Regions from separate parts of the Mus musculus genome. Here region 2 is linked to region 1. The links are chromatin contacts, called in public HiChIP or PLAC-seq maps. All regions are on one chromosome and are shown on one strand. Each heading gives the region's core, a stretch centred on a gene start, on an enhancer-like site or on the middle of the called end of the contact. The rest is flanking DNA. Distances are from core to core; before and after follow the strand shown.

Region 1 (7,042 bases), core at 3,873-6,372:
GTGTGTGTGTGTGTGTGTGTGTGTGTGAGTGTGTGCACCCATGTACACATGTACACACACAGATTTTGTTTGGGTTGACCACATACAGACTTCTTGTCATTAATCCATAAATACTATACCTGTTTTCATAGAATTTACATTGTGCTAGATACTAACTATGAAGAAGCAGTGTGATGTGTCACATAGGGACCCAGGGTCCTGCGTTCATGGATCAACCTGGTGGTCTATTGCTGTATTGCTATGAAGAGACACCATGACCACAGCAGCTCTTACAAAGATCAACCCGGTGATCAGCAGGGCTGGTGTGGCATGAGGTGAAGTTTACTGGAGACAAGATTAGCATTCGCACACACTCTGGCACACTGAAAGAATTGACAGGCTTTGACTTAACAGGACCTAGGTGGTACCTAGCTGTGAGCAGACTGGGGGAGAAGGTAGAAAGACCACTTAGGAAGAAGTGACAATGACATGGGCAAAGGTGTTTCCCTTGTATCACTCATGTGGCATTGTAGGGAGGGAGAGGAAGCTCACTGAAGATTTACCCTGAGCAAATTTTACAGAACTATGTTAACTTAGATGGCAAAATCCTGTGGATCTGGCAGATTCCTTTCTGGCTATGTATATTTATTTCCTGGGTGCTACCTCTCCTGTCACATGGCATCCCCTGTCCCCCTGTCTTTATGAGTTTTCTCTCAAAGAGAATGCCAGTCAGGCTGCATTAGAACCTAATGTTTCCATCTTAGCATGATCACCTCTGACTGATTTCTAAACATGGTTCCACTCACAGAGACAGGAGTTAGACCTAATACCTGCAGTGGGGAGAAATACAGGTAGAGATGTTGGATAAGAAAAGCCCAAGCCTAGGGGTAGGTAAATCTGGGATCATTAAAAGCCCAAGCCTAGGGGTAGGTAAATCTGGGATCATTAGCACAGTGAAAGCAAGCAAAAACTCCACAGGGCCCCTGATGGCCTGAGAGAAGGCACAACAGAATCTTCTGCAGACTTGGAAGAACACCAGACAGAGAGGGAGGTCACCAGAAAAAGGAAAACTGGGCAAGGGTGGTATCCTGGAGTCAGGAGAAGGAAGGGAAACTGAACCAGTTAGAGATAGAAAGTTGTGGGCCTGGCCAAAGCTGAGGGTGCTCTAATTGCTGATTAGAGGTCTTGGGTTAAAAACTTGCCTGCCTAATAGCATTTTCTGTAGCTTGTATAACTGGATGTTCAAACCTTAGAGACTTTAACTGCTTATTCTGTGCTTGATTCTAAAGTCTGTGTTTACTTACTAAACAGTCCATGTTTGGACTGAGGTTGTATGCTAGGCAGATAGCACACTCCACCCCTTGGGGAGCCATTGTTTACTGGAGATATGGGTCAAACAATTAACATACAGGGCAACAGCTTAGTGCCATTAGCCACCAGGAACTGCAAATTAGATAGCATTCTACACCCACTAGAATGGCTGAAAAAGAAAATAGGGCCACTAGCTTTCTGAGAGGGCATGGAGCAAGTGAACTCAGTGGACCATAACACATTGCCACAGGGGTACAACTTGTGCATCTGGGCTTGAGAACTTCTCCATTTCTTTTTATTTAAAAGGCATCTACCCTTTGACCCAGCAGGTTTTATTCCCAAGAGAAATAGAAACACATCCACAAAAAAACAGAAATGTCCAGGCAGCCTTATCTATCGTAAGGCACCACCGCTTCCCTCAAGAGAGACAGAGACAAGCAATGGATTGCAGCCTGGTGGTAGAAAAAAAAAAAGAACAGCGTGTAAGAGTCTCAATGCGACTGGGCCAAAATAGAAGAAAACCACATGGTTCCAGAATGTTCAAGAACAGAGGAAATTCACCCGTTCTAATAGAAGACAGAAACTGGTATCTCCCAGGAAAGAGGGGCAAAGAGGACATTTAGGGATAATCAGGGTTTTAGGAATGCCTTGGCATGGGCATAGAACCTACCCAAACTCATCATCAGACTTCTGGCAATTTGAGCTTTTGTTTATTAGAGATGGGGTTTTACTGTGTAGCCAGACTAGGCTATCCTCCAACTCAACACCCTCCTTCTCTGGTCTCTGTACTGTTGAGACTGCAGACATCTACCATCACCATCTTTTCATTATACCAAAATTAGACTTTAATAAAGCTAGAAAAGAGGCACCTGTTTGCTGCTCTTGCAGAGGACTCAGGTTCAGTTCCCAGCGTCCACATGGCAGCCCACAAACATCTGTAATTCCAGTTCCAGGAATTCTGACACCCTCTTCTGAACTCCACGGGCACCAGCACATATGTGGTGCATTTAAGACATGCAGGCAAAATACACATGAAGTGAAAACACATTCTTAATAAGGATGTACTTATGATGGGTATCTTCAGAGACTCAGCAGGGAGATGGAGTAAAAACCAGTAACAAGGAGGATCCTGGGGAAAGGATACCACAGTGGATTTGATACACCAAGAAATATTTGGAAAAGCAAGGCATTTCTGGTCAGGGATGAACCTGTGCAAAATTCCAGAAGTGACTAAAGAACTGGCCATGTTATTGAGCATTAGTGATTTGAAATGTCCCCTGTTTAACAAACCTGTCTGGAAGGCTCCTGAGGTATCTGAGGCAAATCCCACTTGTTTCTTGCAGCAGCATCTTCCAGGGCTGTGGAATGTTTCCCATATGACTTCATACGTTTATATTTTCTAACATTTCTCCCTAAATCAGTATGGATATTAGTTTTTACTGATTAATAAGTTGTTGTGCTTCATACTTCTACAAATAATTTGAAGCTTTCCAATTTTTTTCTCCTTAAAAAAACAAAAGGTACAGATTCTTGTGGACACTGGAAGCAGTAACTTCGCTGTGGCAGGTGCCCCACACTCCTACATAGACACCTACTTTGACTCAGAGAGGTGAGTGGCTTACACACAGCTGCAGGGGCTGGCCTAGTGGTGAGGGCTGGATTGGCATCTTTGAGAATGTACTGGACCATCTGTCTCATTTCTCAGGAACTGTATTCAATGTGTGCAGGTTTGTGTATCTGTCTGCATATGCGTGCGTGTGTGCGTGCATGTGTGCGTTTGTACTAATGCACACAACGTATGCACATCTTCTGGAGAATTTGTATCTGGTTCTGCTAATAGCCTTGGGGAGATTACCTTATGAAATTTCAAGTGTAACACATTCCTTGTTTACACAGAACCTGCACTTCACAGTGTGGAAAGTTGTTGGAGAGGAAGCCTACCCACATGTGGCCCACCCACATGTGTCCCACCCTCTACTTATCAGGTTCCACCTAGGTGGCAGGAATGACAGGCTCCCTTATTTGCACAGCTGAAGAGAGGACAGGGACTGCCTGTGCCAGGTGGCACCTCATAACACCTCCGTGCGTTAGTGCTGGCCTCTCCCTCAAGGAACACAGAGCTTCCATGTGACATGTGTGTGGGGTGGATGGAGTTGCTTTGTGTGTGCCCATGTGCCAGCAGATTGGGTTTGGTGCTTTTGCTGTCCCCTCCTGGTCACACTAGTGGTTTACGATGGCCTCTGTATCTGTACATCCACCATGCGCCTCCCATCACTGCCTCTGGACTTCAGTACAGTATTGCTCCAGATCATTCCCGTTTAACACTGTAGCCTGGGAAGTGAAGGAGCAAGGAGACTTCCTGAATTCCAGTTTCCAGACTTTAGCATTGTACAAATGCCTTGCAATGAGATCAAAAGGCCATTTAAATACCCCATACATAATTCTTACCAGTTTGAGGTAGTGCAAGTGTTAGTTACGTATCCGATCCAAAAAAACATGCAATGCCCTCAAACGTGAAACACTTTGAGCAACCACATGATCCTGCAAATGTCAAGTTCCACTACAGATCTCAGGTCAGTCACAACACAAATGCACCAAACATACTGTGTACAGTGACCTTAAGGTCATTTGTGTAAGGTATTCGTGACACAAGTGAGGTTTTCATCTAGGTATGGGTGCCCTTTCCCAGGTATCTCAGTATGTATGTGCAAACACTCCAGAGAACCTGAATCTGAAGTACTTCTTGTCCCAAGTAAATCTACACCAGCCAGGATGAGGGTCGAGAATGAGGTGGTATGAGTAAGGTACTCAGTACATCATATGAATGTACCAATGAGAGACATGTGGAGGATGCTGGATGCTGCACACCAGTGTGTGAATGTGGGCTCAATGGGACACTGACCCCGAAGAGGCCATTTGGGCAACTGACTTAGACTGTTTACTGGGTTACTTTGGATGGTTGATGGGATTTTTCCAAAGTGAAGAACAATCCTCATGAGATTAGGAATAAAACATCATGTGCCTTCATTTACATATTAGTTAATGCTCCAATGTATGCTAACTCTGCCCGGAGGCCCCCAGGCTCAGATAAATAAATAGCTTTCCACCCACACTCATGCCATGGAACTTCAGGAAGCCCTGTGGCAGGCAGATGGTTCTGTGTTTTAAGGGATGCCCTGCCTCTTCTAGGATTGCACCATTCCTGACACTGACCTATCAGTGGCCCCAAACAGGGTAGCAGACCAAGAAGTCCCAGCTCATAGATCTGGAGCAGATGCACAGCCCACCCCCATCCCCGTAGCAGTGTAGAGTTCCAATCCTTATCACAGACCTGTTGGCCTAAGATCCAGAAGAAGGGAGCAGTAAAACTGGAACTGGTGTACATTAGGGTGATGTGGACACAGGTGCTTATGGTGCACTGCAAAGTTAGGGTTCTACCACAAGGCAACCACCTGCAGCCTCTTGGCGGCTTCATTTTCAGCTCCATCCAAAGTGCACCCAGGGATCCTTTGACAGGGCAAAGGAAACATGCTAGGGTAAATAGAAGTCATCATTGCTGAAGCTGTGTACTCTATCACTGTGTTAGTTGGTCAGCTGTGGACAGCCATGGCAGCTTTCTCACCGACCCCCACTGTGTGTGTTGTGCCAATGAGCCTTGGTTCTCATTCAGGCTCCAGCAGGACATGTTGTTTTGCTTTCCTCCTTCAGGGGAACTCTGTGCCTCTAGCCAGGTGTGTGGGAGGTATGCAGAAATTCCCCTTTATCCTGTGCAGTAAACAAGGCTTCTCAGACCTGCCTTCATCTGACTGAGTCAATATGAACTCCTGGGCTTTCCATTGCTGCTGTGACCAGTCATCCTTCCTTCCTGTTAAGCCCACAAAAGGGCATAGACACCCCCTCAGCTTTGCCACCTCAGATCTATTTCCCTGGCTTTTAAGTAAATAAAACAAGAAACAGCAGAACACACCCAGGTCTAGAAAAAGCAAGGCTTCCCTCTGTGCTCTGTCTCTGCCATTCCTGCCTTCTCTTGGCTGGGGCTGGGAGGACTGGGATAGGGAATTCGTTTGTGCTTAGAGTCAGCAGAGACAATTATTATAAGAAATATGTGCTCTCCATATAAATTATCATTTGTAGTTTGCTGATATTGGCTGTTGTAAGGTTTTTTCAATCTCTGAGTCTGATGGAAGCCAGAGAACAGTGTCTTTCCTTCTGGATCTCTGACAAAGGTGCCTTTGTGGAGATGTTGGGCCCTGCCCTGTGATGTTTGAGTATCGAGTTGGCCTTCAGATTTCTTTGTTATAATAAGGCTCCTGGCTGGGCTTAGCAGCCTCTGATATAAACCCCCAGCCTTCCTATGTTCAGGTTTTATACTTCCTGAAGCATTGTGCAGTAATTGGAGATTGGGCTCAGAGTTCTCTGAAAAGATCTCTTTGATTTATAGAAGACGATGGGCCACTATGAGTCATTTGTGTGGCTTGTCACCGTCATGAGCCCTCTTTGCAGCTGTTGAATGCCACAGAGTATAACTATGCAGCAAAAGGGAAAGCGCTGAATGCTTTTCAAATGCATTTTCTTTTCAGACAATAAAATGGCCTCCAGCCAAATGGACAAGTGAAAGGTCCAATGTATACCTCACTTAATCCTCTGTTGTGTGTGTGTGTGTGGGGGGGGGGATATGCATGCTTGTCTATTAATGTTGTCTTACTTCTGCACTCCATCTGTGTTTAAACCCACAGAGGTGTTGAAGCAATGAACTAATTCATTTTCTGCATGATGACCATGAGATTAGGGAACCCAAGAACCACCTGGTGATGTCTTTAAGGAGGCTAGCGGACACACAGATACCTTTCCATTACAGTAGGAACAGGTCTTTCTCTTGGTTACTCAGGTAACTTTTCAAGACTGTGGTTGACCTGTCCATCAGTGGCTGGCTTCTTTGGAGCCTGAGAGCTTGAACCATCAGGTCATGCCCAAGGCTCCATTCATTCAGCTCTGGTGACTTCTGAAATCATTGACAAGTCACAAGGACCAAATAGCCAAACCCACTGGTAAATGCTAAACCCTGAAATATGCACAGAAATTTTGTGAAGAGACCTTTGGGGCCTCAGTATTCCCTGGGCTTGAAAGTGGTTTGGGAGAACCAGAGCTGACCCAAGGACTCACCTTTGAAGTCAGCAACGCCGCCCCTTCCATGTTCTCTGGAAACAATGATAGCTTTCTCTTGAAATAGGATGGCCCCAAAGTTCTTTTCTTGGCTTCAGCTGATCTCTTTTTTTAATTCTACTTTCCCTGAACTCTCTGATCAGAGGCAGAATGTCTTCCAAATCTTGTTCAGAATGTTTTTATTACTGTGAGCAGATTCATTTCTGACCACCCACATCCTTGACTGTTTGCCGCATCTGAGCATCTGGAATGGAGGCCTTGGAAGTGAGAAGCCCATCCAGGGTTTTCTCATGGCAGGATTAATAGGAAAAGCAAGTGAGGGCTGAAACTCAGTGTCAGAAAAGTAATGTTAGCAAATGAAGATGTGGTGATCACTTTAATGTGCTAATAACCTGCAGGGCTGCTCATGGTACTGCCCAGGCTCCCCTTCACTGTTTCAGATTCAGTAAAGGAGTCCCAAAGAGGGCAGGCTTACAATTACAATTTTCCCACATTCTCCCAGGAAATGTTTTCTACAGGGGTGGCCACTGATAGTGTGGAGCTGTTGAAGTTAATTAATGCTAAATGATGTGAAATAAAAGTTCTGTCA
Region 2 (6,143 bases), core at 2,670-5,169, 67 kb after region 1:
TGACTCAGCAAGTAAAGACATTTGCTACACCAGCCCTGCCAACCTAAGTATGGCCCCCGAGGCCACATGGTGGAAGGACAAAGCAGTATCCCAAAGTCTTCTCTCACACATGCCCCTTGTCTATCTCTAGACACAGGACAAAGAGGGTCCTTTAGCTAGTGACTGCCAAGCACAAGAGACTGGAAAACAGCACCAGGTGGGGCAGTGAGGGTGAATTAAGATGCCTATCCCTCAATTCCTCATCCTCCTCCTTGGGTCAGGGTCTCACAGTATAGCTCAGGCTGACCTGAAATTCCCATTGTAGAACAGGCCGGCCTCAAACTCACTGCAATCTTCCTGTCTCAGCTTCCTAGTTAGCTCACTCTCTGCCTCATGATCATAGATGAAGGCATGAGCTCTCAACTGTTCTTTTACTCTACCATCATGGCCTGAAACTATGTCAAGTTAAACACTTTCTTTTATACATTGCCTTGGTCAAGGTGTGTTGCCACAGCAATAGAAAAGAAGCCAAGATACTAGCTAAGACTATGTCCCAGACTGGGAACTGAATCTCCAGCTCTCTCTATGTGCACTGGGCCATGCTGACTACAAAGGTACATGGTTCCCTGCAACCAGGAACTGCCAAAATGAAGATAACCCAAACCTTCAGAAAGGGGAATGGATGTGATTGTCTCCATGGCAGCAGCCACCTTTAAGGCCACCTGTCCTTGGGCAGATCTACAACTGGCTGGCAAACAATCCCAGCAATATACATCTATGGGGTCTTGGACACATCTCACCTCTACGTCATCTTCATTTGCTTGAATTCCAGTGTCATATGCACAGTGCCTCTTGACATCTGCACAACAGCAGATGGTAAACACTGAAGTGGAAACTTACGGGTTCTTTGGAAAGTCAATTGTGTTGGATGGTGTTTTGCTGGAGCAAACACATGAAGGAGTGTTTTCCTGAAGGAGTCATAAGTGAAAGACTGAGGCAGACTCATGAAATGTTTCGCTGAAGCAGACACAGGAAAGAGGATGCTCTGCTAAAGCAAGCACTCAAAAGGACACATGATGAAGGATTCTTTGCTAACAACATGCAAGTATTGGTCCACCTTGCATTACATAGTTGAGCTCCATTTGGCAGGACTCTGTGGATTTGGGCTGATTAGATGCATAAGACGTGTGCTGAGGCAAGGACACATGATGTTTGGAGGGTATAAATAGGGCCTGGTGACATGATTGGAGACAGAGCTAGGTTTGCTTATAGAGCTAGCTGTGCAACGCTTGTGGGTCTTGCTTCTTCGCCGATATTTGCTTCCCTGAGAGGGGCACAGTGAAGAACTTCTCCTGGAGTCCATTCCTGGTCCCTCCTGCTGACTCAAGTCAAGGCTGAGGCCTGGCTATCTCTGCTAGGTTGTGCCACCACTGCTGATTCATGTTTGCTATCCTGACTCTATCAAACTGGACAGCTGATGAAGTGTTTTTGGGTGGATGGAGCTGCCACTGCTTGCTAACCTGTGAACTGAACTGCTGATTTTCAGACAACACAGATGGGAGTTGCTCCAGGGAACCTTTCTAGGTCAACTTCCCAGTATCCTTTTTTGTTTTTAAAACAAAGTTTTATTAGATATTTTCTTCATTTACATTCCAAGCCAGTATCCTTTCTTTCTCACTACCTCTAGTGAGTGGTGGGCTAAAAGGGCTGACAGCAACAAAGCTGTCATGAATCAGCCTGTCCTGGGTTGACTCCCAGAGAGAACTCAGCAGCCTCTGGGGCTCTGTCCCAATGTGCTGAGTGACCAGATGTGCAGGGCCGCTGCCCAGCTGCCTGACTCTTCCCAGCTCCAGTTGTTTATCATTTATTATCCATAGCAGCATTTTGTATTTGTGTAAACACTTTGTTTTATTTTGAGACAGTCTTCTTGTGTACCTTGAACTCACAGCAATCCCTGCCTCTATTTCCCAAGTACTGGAATTACAGGTGTGCATTTCAGTGCACAGCTATAAACACTATTTTAAAGCGATTTCACACAGAGATAAAATGTAGCAGAAAGTACAGAACTGTATATGCCATTTCTTCATCCAAGTGCCCACTCCTGTCCTCAGCAGAGAACCTTTAGCTAGCTCAGTGGTAAACCTATAACAGCACACTGTCACCTAGTGGTCACAATTGACGTTTCTACATCACAGTCTGCTCTCAGCTTTGAACAAATACATGATGACAAAGACCATCATTATAGTGGACACCATCACTGCCCTAAGCTCCAGGACAAGATCTACCATGATAGTATTGCTCAGAGCGCCATCAAATACCCAAACCCCAGGGTTCTGGCACTGTCTCCCTTCTCCCACCCTTGGTGATCCCCAATAGCTCTTCTGTCCCCCAAACTGTGCCTTTTTTTTTTTTTTCAGGAATGTTACATAATTCACTCAGCAACTTTGTGATAACCATACCAGTATGAGCTTTCTAGTAGTTTCTGCCTGACCTTGCTTCCTAGAGTTGATTCAGAGCTCAGGACAATCAGAGGCTAATGGCTGAGGTCCACAGCTGAGAATAGCCCTTTGATTAGAATTCTCTTGGTAAGGCAAATTTTGCCTTTGAGGAAAGATATATTACATAAGAAGTTGCTTTTTCGTCAAAAAAAAAAAAAAATGAGCCGATCAGCTTATAACAAAGGTTCCTGTTGGTTCCTTGAGATGCTGGCCCATCACTGTTGAGATTTTGTCTTTTGTAATGCTAAGGGAAGCCTGGGTTGAGGTTTTCCAGGGCTTGGAAAGAGAGGACCTCAAGGCCAAGGAGTGACTGGGCTGGAGTCCTACAGTCCTCTTCAAGACCACACTCCCAATATCCTAACTACCTCTTGCTAGGCCCACCTCTTAGGAGTTCTATAAGCTCCCATTACTGTCACTCTGGGAACAAGTCTCCACTACATGAGCCTTAGGGAATGATTAATAAGCAAACCATTGAAGCTGCTAAAATATGCTGCAGACAGACACAAGTCATGGCCAGTGAGTCCAGGCCTGAAATGGAAAGTCAGGTATAAGCACAGTAGGTGTGAGCACAGTAGGTGTGCCGTCTTTAGCTCACAGTTTTAGTCAGTAGAATAAAAGTAAACACAAGTACCAGATACAAACGTAAAGAAAGGAATCTAGCCAAGGTTACACTCAAAGGTGTGGCCCAGTTCTTTATCCTCTGGAGGGGTTCCAAGCACAGCAGAGACAGTGTTGTAAGAGCAGGTGCCCCCAGAGGCACAAGAGCCCCCGTCCCTGTTCAGTGCTGGGGCTGGACACTAGTGACATTCATCACAACACAAATGCAGCCGAGAGCCGGGTACCAGCTTATGCAACACGAGTGAATCTGCAGTCAATGCCTCAGAGTTTCTTCCCTGACAGTGTGGTCTGTGGGGGTTGACAAAGGGTCAGGTAGAAAGAGTTGCCATGGGAATAGGATAAAAGGCTGGGCATCTTTAAGCCAAAGACCTGAACCCTGCCTGGCTAGGCATGCCCTGAGCCTGTCACCTGACAATCAGAGGGGTCAGCATGCCTTAAAAGGAGATACGATGGAAATGCATTTCCTCCTTTCTTACCCGGAAGATCTGTGGGTACTTAGTGGTTAACAACGCCTACCAACTTGGTTAGTCCTGTAATCAGCTAAGAGACAAGCCTCTGGGCATGTCCATGAGGAAGTGTTTAGGTTAAGTAAATTGAAGAAGACAGGCACACCCAGAATAAGAGCAATACCTTTCCCTGGGCCAATATTCCAGACTGAGAAAAAGAAAGAGAGAGAGAGAGAGAGAGAGAGAGAGAGAGAGAGAGAGAGAGAGAGAGAGAGAGAGAGAGAGAGAGAGAGAGAGAGAAAAGAAAGTAAGCACTAATGGCCATCCCTCTGCTTCCTGACTTTGGATGTAACATGGCCAGCTGCAACCTCCAACCACCTTGACTTCCTTGTCATGATGGACTGTATTCCTAAAACTGAAAGCGAAACTCTTATGTTGCTTTAGTTAGTTCTTTAGTCACAATGAGACAAGTCACTATTATAGGTACCAAAGCCCAAAGGAGTCTGTACAATTGTGCTTAGGGCTTATTTGCACCCAACAGATTTGGGGTCCACAGCAAGATGTGCCCAAGACTGAGCACAGCTGAGCTGGGCTTTCACTGACATCCTGAGGCTAGAACCAGGCCCAGGGCTCCCACAAGGCTCCCATAGGTATCCCCTTGTACTGGCTGGCTTTGTGTCAACTTGACACAGCTTGAGTTATCACAGAGAAAGGAGCGTCAGTTGAGGAAATGCCTCCATGAGATCCAGCTGTAAGGCATTTTCTTAATTAGTGATGGGGTGGGGTTGGTGAGATCCCCTTGTGGATGGTACCATATCTGGGCTGGTAGTCTTGGGTTCTATAAAAAAGCAAGCTGAGCAAGCCAGGAGAAGCAAGCCAGTAAGCAGCACCCTGCCATGGCCTCTGCATCAGCTCCTGCTTCCTGACCTGCTTGAGTTCCTGTCCTGACTTCCTGTGGTGATGAACAGCAATGTGGAAAGTGTAAGCTGAATAAACCCTTTCCTCCCCAACTTGCTCCTTGGTCATGATGTTTGTGCAGGGATAGAAACCCTGACTAAGACACCCTTGCTTACAGGAGTATCAGTAGTTCTCTGCCTGTCTTCACGTGGTACTAACATGCAGGTCTGTGCCCAAACTGTCCCTGCTTATGAGGTCAGTAGCCATGCAAGAAGGACTGGCCCTACTGCAGCAGAGCCACGTCCTAACTAATTAAGTCTACTGTAGTCCTACTTGCAGGAAGACCACATTCTGAGGCACTGAGCATCAGGACTTCAGCATAGGAATTTGGGGAAAGCAATGGAGCCTATAGTCAAGCCTGGGTCAGGATCCTACCTGTGATCTGCAAGAAACAAGGTAGAGACTGAGGAGCCTGTGCTCTGAAACTCTTGTGTTTTCCTGGGCCAGAGGACTGCTTGATGTGCAGTGGTTGTTGTAGTTCCTAAATACTCATTAGCCACTGTGCTAACAGACTCTCATCTCCCTGCCATGACCATGCATCTTACTGTGTCCTTGCAGAGAGCTGGTGTATCCTATGTGGAACTCTCCAGGTAAGTCTTGGGGGGAGGGGAGGATAGGGAGTGAGCACGGTGGGTGGCAACACATGTCCAGGCAGGAGCAGGGCAGAAAGCTTCTGAATTTCTGCTCTCTCCAATGTCTTCATTGGATAGGAAGAGTCCAGGAAGCTGGATACTGGTATCCCATGCATCACAGGGAGTAATCAATGCACCTGTTTGCCAAGAGCTTAGAATAGATTGATGTATCAAGTATGCAGGGATTCAGTGCACCAGATATTCTCAATTCTATGTATTGCCTCTCATTCTCTCTCTCTCTCTCTCTCTCTCTCTCTCTCTCTCTCTCTCTGTGTGTGTGTGTATGTGTGTGTATGTGTGTGCATGTGTGTGTATGCATGTGTGTTCCTGTGCATGGTGAGTGTGCGTGTATGCATGTATATACTGTAGCGTGGCCAAGGTTGAAGTCAGATATCTTTCCAACACTCTTGGCCCAATTTACTCATTTGGGTATGTGGTTATGCTTGTGTATAGATATGTGTATATAGGTATATGCATCTATATGTACATGTGTGGAGGTCAGAAGTTAGTGCCTTCCTCTATAACTCTCCATTTTAATTTTTGAGAAAGGATCTTACACTGGCCCAAAGCTCCCCATTTCAGTTAGGCTGGCTGGCCATCATGCCTTTGATCTCTGCCTGCTCACCAGCACTGGGATTACACGTGCCACCATAACTGGCTTGTACAAGGCCCTAGGAATCTGAACTCAGGTTGTGCTGATACAGAAAGCAATTTTCTGACTCAGCCACCTGCCCAGCCCTATATACTTCATTTTTTTGAGATAGGGTTTCTTACTGAAACTAAAGCTTGCTTCTAGAACTCACTGGCCTGTGATCTCCTGGGAGCAGATTGTGGCTAAGCCACAGTGCCAGCCTCCCTCCTTGTGAACCAGAGCCTTGCACAGAGGCAGAGCTGATAGCAAATAAACCTACACCCTACAGGGAAGTTTAAGAGCCAAACGTGAGGTGATCAAGGATTATGGCTAAGGCCTCATTCATTCCCCAGAAGATATTTGGCAGGAACAAGTGTATTCC

Evidence for each region. HiChIP or PLAC-seq counts read pairs in DNA pulled down with a chosen protein or histone mark.
Region 2: a CTCF HiChIP or PLAC-seq map of CD8 T cells shows a contact between it and region 1, with 12 read pairs. The contact joins two enhancer-like sites. A contact is called at or near these places in 1 of 39 promoter capture datasets (macrophages), 1 of 15 datasets of contacts at CTCF or cohesin (CD8 T cells), 1 of 484 Hi-C or Micro-C datasets (the N1E-115 cell line), 3 of 115 datasets of contacts at active chromatin or transcription factors (CD8 T cells, embryonic stem cells and pancreatic cancer cells) and 2 of 9 other capture datasets (adipose tissue and pancreatic islet).

Annotation. Positions count from the first base shown.
Region 1 is chr16:97,396,824-97,403,865 of GRCm38.p6, forward strand. It overlaps Bace2 (beta-site APP-cleaving enzyme 2), which reads left to right. Exons shown (of 9, transcript NM_019517.5): 2 at 2,811-2,899. Among named protein-coding and RNA genes, the nearest start is that of Bace2, 44 kb to the left of the region's middle. Within about 2 kb of position 5,123, at least 47 of the 459 cell types and tissues checked have an H3K27ac peak or open chromatin away from gene starts, as enhancers often do. A contact at or near this core is called in CD8 T cells, where this site is marked.
Region 2 is chr16:97,464,617-97,470,759 of GRCm38.p6, forward strand. No RefSeq gene overlaps it. Among named protein-coding and RNA genes, the nearest start is that of Fam3b, 37 kb to the right of the region's middle. Within about 2 kb of position 3,920, at least 49 of the 459 cell types and tissues checked have an H3K27ac peak or open chromatin away from gene starts, as enhancers often do. A contact at or near this core is called in CD8 T cells, where this site is marked.